Regions from separate parts of the Mus musculus genome. Here region 1 is linked to region 2. The links are chromatin contacts, called in public Hi-C maps. All regions are on one chromosome and are shown on one strand. The core of a region is the stretch at or near the end of the contact, and the rest is flanking DNA. Distances in the headings are between cores, read along the strand shown. Region 1 overlaps Runx1 (runt related transcription factor 1). Region 2 overlaps Runx1 (runt related transcription factor 1).

Region 1 (3,503 bases), core at 597-3,096, 100 kb after region 2:
GGAGGTGGAAATCCCTTCATAATTCCACAGGTTTGCCTTTATCTATAAGTGTCTGTTCACTGAGTTCAGCCAGTTTCCCTGTGTCCTCAAGCTGATGTCACCCAAGCGCAGAAAGTTCTTCACAGTAACACACAGTCCTCTCCAAGCACAGTCGCTTTTGCCACGTTGGCTTTTCTCTAAGAATTGTCGAAGTATTAAGTGTATACATAGAGATCTGCGCTCCAGTCTGCTTTTCCAACCACTCAGCCTGAGATGGAGAGGTGTCTCTGGGTCTCAAGAGAGAATGTCCAGGGGGTTGGCTCTACCAGGTCTCTGGAATAAATTTACCTGTCCTAGTCAGTCCTACTGGGTCAGTCTGTTAGGTCCAATGCTCACCAGTTAGAACCAAGCTTGCCTTAACTTCTGAGTCCATTTGTTATTTCTTACCTCATCTTACCTTAATAATTAGTGCAAATCGTTCTGTCCCTACTGTGTTCAAAAAAAGGAAACTTTATGGAGCTTTTTTATGCCCTTGTAAACCAAGATCTTTTAAAAATTATTTTAAGGTTGTTCCTTGGAGGCCACACATTTAAGTCCCTCAGTCTGTCATTAGAAGGCAGCCCTGTGGAAGCCTTTCCTATTTTATTTGCTCTTTTTTGCTTTTGCAAAAAATATATGACTGTGGAGCTGCAAACCTTGACCTCCTGCCTATTTAAACAGCGTCTGGAAATCTGAAGTAATTAGCTCTCTTCTTCTTCCTCTTCTTCTTCTTCTTCTTCTTCCTCTTCCTCTTCCTCTTCCTCTTCCTCTTCCTCTTCTTCTTCTTCTTCTCCTTCTCCTTCTCCTTCTCCTTCTCCTTCTCCTTCTCCTTCTCCTTCTCCTTCTCCTCCTCCTCCTCTTCCTTCTTCTTTCTCTTAGTCTTCCTCCTCCTCCTCTTCCTCCTCTTTCTCTTTCAGTTCGTCTTCCTCTTCCTGTTCTTCGTCCTCTTCCTCTTCCCATTCCTCCTCTTCCTTTCCCTTCTCCTCCTCTTCCTCCTCCTCTTCTTCCTTCTTCTTCTTCTTCTTCTTCTTCTTCTTCTTCTTCTTTTTCTTCTTCTTCTTCTTCTTCTTCTTCTTCTTCTTCTTCTTCTTCTTCTTCTTCTTCTTCTTCTTCTTCTTCTTCTTCACAACATCGTTGATAAGCCGTCTTGTCCTGCTATGGAATGTGACTACCCAAATCCTAAGGCATTGAGACCGACCATGTGCCCTTACTGTCACTGGGTGCTGACCACTGTCAGTGTACAAAGCTAAGGAAGGGTAATTTCTAACTCACATTATCTGTAAATACTCAAGGGAATGAGCACAGTTTTGGTGTGGGCTTCCCTGTACCTTAGAAGCAGCAGACTGCTGGGAGGAAAGTGTCTTCCTGGGATCTTAGCATATGCTGATGATTTCCAACAATATTTAAGGCTGTGACATTTCAAGAACGAGTGGTGTCAATGTAAACAAACTGCTTTCCTAGCTGAAAAGAGGAAGGGAGAGGGAGGGGAGGGAGGAGGGAACCAACCAAGGGGGAGGTGTTTCTGAAATGATCTACCACTAGAGGAAAGCAATTGGAACACAGAAGCACCAGGTAATCTCTTTTAGAAAATGTATTCTGAATTGTTTATTTGGATAAACACTGGCTTTAAGGAAATAAATTGTTGGAATGATATTCAGATTTTTTTTTCTCCTTGTGCTTAGCCTCTGCCATGTTACTGATTTTAAAACCATTTTGTATTAAGCTGGGATTTGGTTTTAATCTCAACTGGAGTTCTGAGTCATCCCCAGAGCTTTAGTAAATACTTCACATGTGTTCATGCATGCAGCTAATTCATGTGTTTGTGCATGCAGCTCAGAGCTCCTGAGACACGGAGATTCCGAATTCTGAATCCAGCACAGACAGGAAGCGCACAAAGCCGCGCTCTAGACAGATCACAGTCCACTTACGTGGTGATTGACTATTTTAATTTTGTGCCAATGATGATGGATTTATTTGGACGGTGATATAAAACTCCCAGTGCTCAAAAAGATGGCAAGTGATGAAATAGGAAAAGTAAAAGAATTCAGTAGAGAATCTGTTTTTTTTTTTTTTTTAAGCTGGCAAGTAATGGAATTATTATGAAAATTTTAGCTTTCTGTTTATTCACGGGCTTATTTTTATTTTCTATTATTTTGGAGTGCATACATAAAGTGAATCCTAGAGAGGCTCATGGTGTGTTAGAGTCCAATTTATATTTTAATGAAGTATATATTCATATACACATATATGTATGGTTGTCTATTGATGTGTTTCTATATATACTTTATGATATCATTTTGCCAAATAATTAAAGCTTTTTTGCTGATTCAAATATACTTAAAAGGAGCAATCCATATTGTAGCTGTCATACCACATAAAATACCCCAATGAAATCTTAAATGATACCTTCAGCTCTATGGCGTTCACCATTCACACATTCTGCTGTTATTAAATGACTGTGTGACTCTCTGAAAAAAATGTGGCTTGGCTTCCGTCAACTATGACAGAGTTTATTACACTTGTCAGAGCAACGGTGACGCAAAATTTTATGAGGACAAAATGTTTACTAAGCACCACGAATTTTGTGGGAAAGGGAGAAATATTTTCAATTTGCTCCTTGTAAGTTATACAGGGGTTGGGGGGGAAAGGTATGAAGCTAGAATTGAGTGTCCCCCCAGCACAGCATAGAAATATTCAGAGAGGAAGGATACGGTGCAAGAATTGAGGAGTTTGGTCCTAAACAATAGTAAACAAATGTGAAAAGTGACATAATCGTGCAGGTTCTTCACCTGAGAGAAAAATGTAAGTTCCAATGTCGAGAGCCAGACAGCGTGGACAGCTGCTCGCTTATGTAGTGGTTACTGCTCACTGGGATAGCTCAGTGCCTGTGAAAGGACCAACTGCAAGGAGTTGGTCTAAAACTACAGTACACTCAGAGGAGGAGGGGGAGGGGGAGGAGGAGGGGGAGGAGAAGGAGGAGGAGGAAATAACTTTAAAACTATTACATGCTTAGAATCTGATTTAGATAGAGTATTATATTGGAAGGGTAATTTTGATTTAAGAGAACTATTATATATTTTGGAGATGATTTCATAGAATAAGCACACAAAACTTTCAGTTTTCTGAGACCACTTACAGTTAGCCAGTCACGTAAGGATGTAGAAGAATAAGTCAATAAAACCGCTCCGCCCTCCATTGAAATGGTTGCCTGCCTCTCACTGAACCAAACACTACTTTTAAAATTCATGGTAGAAAGTCCAAATCCTGTTGTGCTCACTTTTAAACTTCCCCAGCAACAAATTTGTCAGACTGTCACACAGTAGCAGCTTAAACAAATCTTTCCCTCGCAGTTTTTTTCCTTTTTTTTTTTTAATCATGTAAATTTTAGTGTCACTCTGGGGGAAGCCTGGAAGTGAAAGTTGTAAACCTTTCCTTTAGCTCTTGGTGAGGCAAGCGAGAGAAAGTGTGCATTGACAGTGAAATGC
Region 2 (3,791 bases), core at 1,055-3,554:
CCACCAGTCAAGCAGAAAACGGGGGAAGCCAAGAAGAGCAACAAGAGAAGAAGACTGTGGAAGAGGCCACCCAGGCCATCCACCATGGGAGGGTGAGAGTGTAGAGCAAACACCCACCATTTGATCTATGGAGGTGGTGAGTTGAAGCTAGAATATGTTGTAAAACATTGGAAGCCATTCTCTCTGTAATCCACACAGCTGACAGCTGAGCAGATCCACACTCCCCTCCCCCAGTCCCTTCCCCCATTCTCCTCCCCCACTCCCACTAACCACATAACCAGGTTCCTATGAAATGTTCCCCACTCGCTACCTCATTTTTCTTCTCAGCTTCTTCTGAAACCAAAGCCACGTAGGTAAGACTGTTAGCTCACTTAGCAGTCAAGAGCATCCGTAGATCTGCTGGGGTGGTCCACGCATGTGACTCTCTGCTACAAAATGACCTGCCATGCCAGCATGAAACTACCTATAACTGCCTTCCAGAACTTGCCATCTAGGTAGAGAGGCAAAGTTAGGCCCAAAACACTCTGTAAATAAAAAAAATTAACTCAGCAGGACATCAGCAATGCAAGAAAGGCATCAGACCAGGCCAGGGGCAACCTTGCCTGTGCTCAGAAGGCCACAGTAAAGTTGCTTGAACTTTTCATACCGCCGAGTCCTTGGCTTGACAGTACAAATTTCTACAGCTCACCTGAGAAACCCCAAGTCTGGGGGAGCCCGAAACTCAGTACCTTAATAGTCCTTGTAGCTTCCAAGGTCTTTGAATGACAGTCTGTAACAGGAAGCCCTGACTGTTTGTGGTGATGTCAAAATGGAATCTTGATGTAACTTCAGGCGTACACGGAGCATCTGGTAGTTTTTGTGTCTTCTCGCTGGTGAGCAGTCCAAACACAGTGGATTTCCTAGTCGGCTTCCTCAGTTCTCCACATAGGACACTGCTAATTATATGAAATTCAGGGTATTCATTTTTTTTAAAGTTCAGGCCACAGTGCTAGGCTTAATTTGAGAACAAGTTAAGCTTTGGGATCTAAAATTTGGAATCTAAATTCTGAGCCATTAACTACAACCCAGTTTCTGTAAAACTATGTCTGTGAAGATCCGCATGGAAGACACGTCTGCTTCCCGGGACAAACAGGGTTCTGGCTCGGCTGCACAGCTCGGAGTATTTTCTGTCAGATCCTACCATCTTTTGGATGAAAGACTGATCTGGGTTCTCCCGTTTCTGAAGGCGTTCCCAGCTAGGATTTTTAAAAAGATTTTATTATTGTGTGTGTGTGTGTGTGTGTGTGTGTGTGTGTGTGTGTGTGTGTGTGTGTGTGTGTGTGTTTGTGGATGTGTGTGTGCATGAATGTAGATATCTGTACTCCTGTGTGTCTGTATGTGTGGTGTGTGCATGAACGTATGTGTGTGTGTGTGTGTGTGTGCTTCATGTGTATGTGTGTTTCTGTGTATATATGTGTGTGTTTCTATGTCTGTGTGCGTGTACGTGCCTGTGTGAGGGCACATGTACTCTCGTGTCTTTATGTGACTGCAGATACCCTCAGAGGCCAGAAGTACCTAATTACTCTGGAGCTGGAGTTAGAGGCAGTCTTGGCTACCTGAGGTGGATGCTGGGAAGAGAACTCTGGTCCTCTGGAAGAACACTAAGCACTCTTCACAGCTGAGTCATCTCTCTAGCTGAGATTTTCAAATCCCTTCCCTGCTTCAAACTCCCGTTCCTTCTAGAACATAAAGAAACTCCATTTCCCATTAACAAAGTAGCTCTCATAAAACCAGGGAATAAATTCACACACACACTCTCCCATCCACTATATCCTTGTGCATCCTTAAGCATTTTCATGCTAACAGCCCTAGCACTTCCCATCTTAGGACTGGTTGGTCTGTGGACCAGAGGATCAGCACTTGGTGGCTCTCAAGTGTTCTGCACAGGCATTCAGAAGCAAGCTTCTCCATGCCCAAGCTGTCCATCCCCTTATAGTTGGAACTCTTAGCCTTGGGACCCATGCAGAGGTGGGGAGTCCATTTAAGTCTGGTGGGGGTGGGAGGTGTAAGTTCCACCCCCACCCTTCCTGACACGCTCCTGAACCCTGGCCACTGCACCTGCTAGGTTCTCACTTCTCTGGGAAGCATCTAGAAACAGGACCTCTCACCCACCCCTCCCGGCTGGGCTCTAGGGTGGGGCCCTCACTACCTCTTTTCTTCTCAAAGAGCCTGGGATGCTGACAGCCTCAGATGGAGGCATCCTGTTTGTCGAAAAATAAACCGGCAGTTGAAGCCGGGTTGCAAGAGCGAGAAAACCGCAGGCCTGCGCGCCACTGATAACGTGGGCAGCTTGCTTTTGCAGCAGTTCCTAGCTGCAGCGGCCCTGTGAAGGCCTGTGTCACCGCCTCCCTTCCTGTCTCCTCCTCACACCATCCCTCCATCGCTCCTTGCTGGCTCTACCAGCCACTTGCTGGACCCTTCAGCCACTGGGACCATTGCTTTCCATAAAAAACTCCTTAGTGCAGTGCAGAGCTGATCAGAGGGTAGCAGGGAACCCTGACGCCTGATGGGTTGCTGACACCTGGGGGGGGGGGGCGCTACGGGAGTCGGGGGAATGGCAAGGCTTGCAGACCCTGGTCTTGAACTAAACTGTCTTGAAAATGACACATTTGGAACCTAGAGTTCTTGTCTTTCTGCGTCATGGGCTATTGTGACCTGGTTTTAATAGAGGAGAGAGGGAGGGAGGCAGAGAAGGAGAAAGAGACAGAGACACGGAGGAAGACAGAGACAGGCAGAGACGGACAGAGAGACAGACAGACACAGACAGAGGCACACAGTCAGACAGAGACACACAGAAAGATGGGCACAGAGAGCTGAAATACCAGATTCAAAAGCAAAGGGGACACCAGAGTCCAGCATGGAGATAGTTTTCCTTCTTGGAGTCATGTGCCCTGGCCTGGTTCCACGATGTGAATAACTGCGTGCCCATCTTCCTTCCCCTTTCAGGGGGTATTAAAAGCTCTTCCCCATTTGCCTGTTATCAGATAAGCTAGGCAGATGAGAAGTCAGTGGGTAACCGCTGGTATGACCACAAACTCACTGGGAACCAAACAGCTTGACCCTCCGAAGCAGAGAGTGGTATTGAGAATCAACAGGAAAGCTGCCTTCTTGGCTCCATAGGACCTACTTCTCAAAGTAGTGACAGTCAGTGTGGTGGTTACAACCTATAATCCCGGCTTTGAGGAAGCTGAGGCAGGGGAATTGCAATGACTCTGAGGCTGTGGTGGACTACAAAGTGGACACAAACATACACACACATGCACACACATGTGCACACACACACACACATATATACACACACATATGCACACACACAACCACTTAAGTGGACATCTTATGTCACAGCAAATGGCATCTAAGAGCTGATGTTAAATCATCCAAGAAGGGGCCACTGAGCAACACATGATGGCATCCCCTTTATCGCCGAGGGCCTTCTGGATCCTGACACCTAAGTTAGAGTTTCAAGTTCACCTTTGCTATTCTAGAGAACACGGGGAAAAGACCACCAATACCCTTCATCACTGTCTGTGTGTATCTGATGAATAAAAAGCCAGATAAATATGTTCTTACAACAGAAGGGGGACCAGAGGGAGGGCAGTGAGGTAAGGGGATTTGGAGAGTGCTAGAGATAAATATGAGCAAAATACTATATACATATACATGCACACATACACATATACACATATACATATACATGTGTGTTTATATACATAGAAATGTCATCGTGAAACCTGCTATTTTTATGCTAACTA

The links. Hi-C and Micro-C count contacts between places; a contact is called where the count stands out from the background.
Region 1: a contact with region 2 is called in a Hi-C map of the G1E-ER4 cell line, with 4 times the contacts expected there. The contact joins two enhancer-like sites. A contact is called at or near these places in 1 of 39 promoter capture datasets (erythroid cells), 5 of 15 datasets of contacts at CTCF or cohesin (CD8 T cells, the G1E-ER4 cell line, large pre-B cells and 2 more), 39 of 484 Hi-C or Micro-C datasets (3T3-L1-derived adipocytes, B cells, the C10 cell line and 27 more), 17 of 115 datasets of contacts at active chromatin or transcription factors (the 230-238 cell line, DN3 thymocytes, the HPC-7 cell line and 13 more) and 5 of 9 other capture datasets (adipose tissue, embryonic stem cells, liver and 2 more).

The regions. Positions count from the first base shown.
Region 1 is chr16:92,700,109-92,703,611 of GRCm38.p6, reverse strand. All of the region lies in intron 2 of Runx1 (runt related transcription factor 1), which reads left to right. Among named protein-coding and RNA genes, the nearest start is that of Gm30281, 60 kb to the left of the region's middle. Within about 2 kb of position 1,846, at least 5 of the 459 cell types and tissues checked have an H3K27ac peak or open chromatin away from gene starts, as enhancers often do. A contact at or near this core is called in the G1E-ER4 cell line, where this site is marked.
Region 2 is chr16:92,800,269-92,804,059 of GRCm38.p6, reverse strand. The region is part of intron 2 of Runx1 (runt related transcription factor 1); the gene reads left to right. Among named protein-coding and RNA genes, the nearest start is that of Runx1, 24 kb to the left of the region's middle. RefSeq lists enhancers at 2,176-2,410, 2,032-2,564. Within about 2 kb of position 2,304, at least 132 of the 459 cell types and tissues checked have an H3K27ac peak or open chromatin away from gene starts, as enhancers often do. A contact at or near this core is called in the G1E-ER4 cell line, where this site is marked.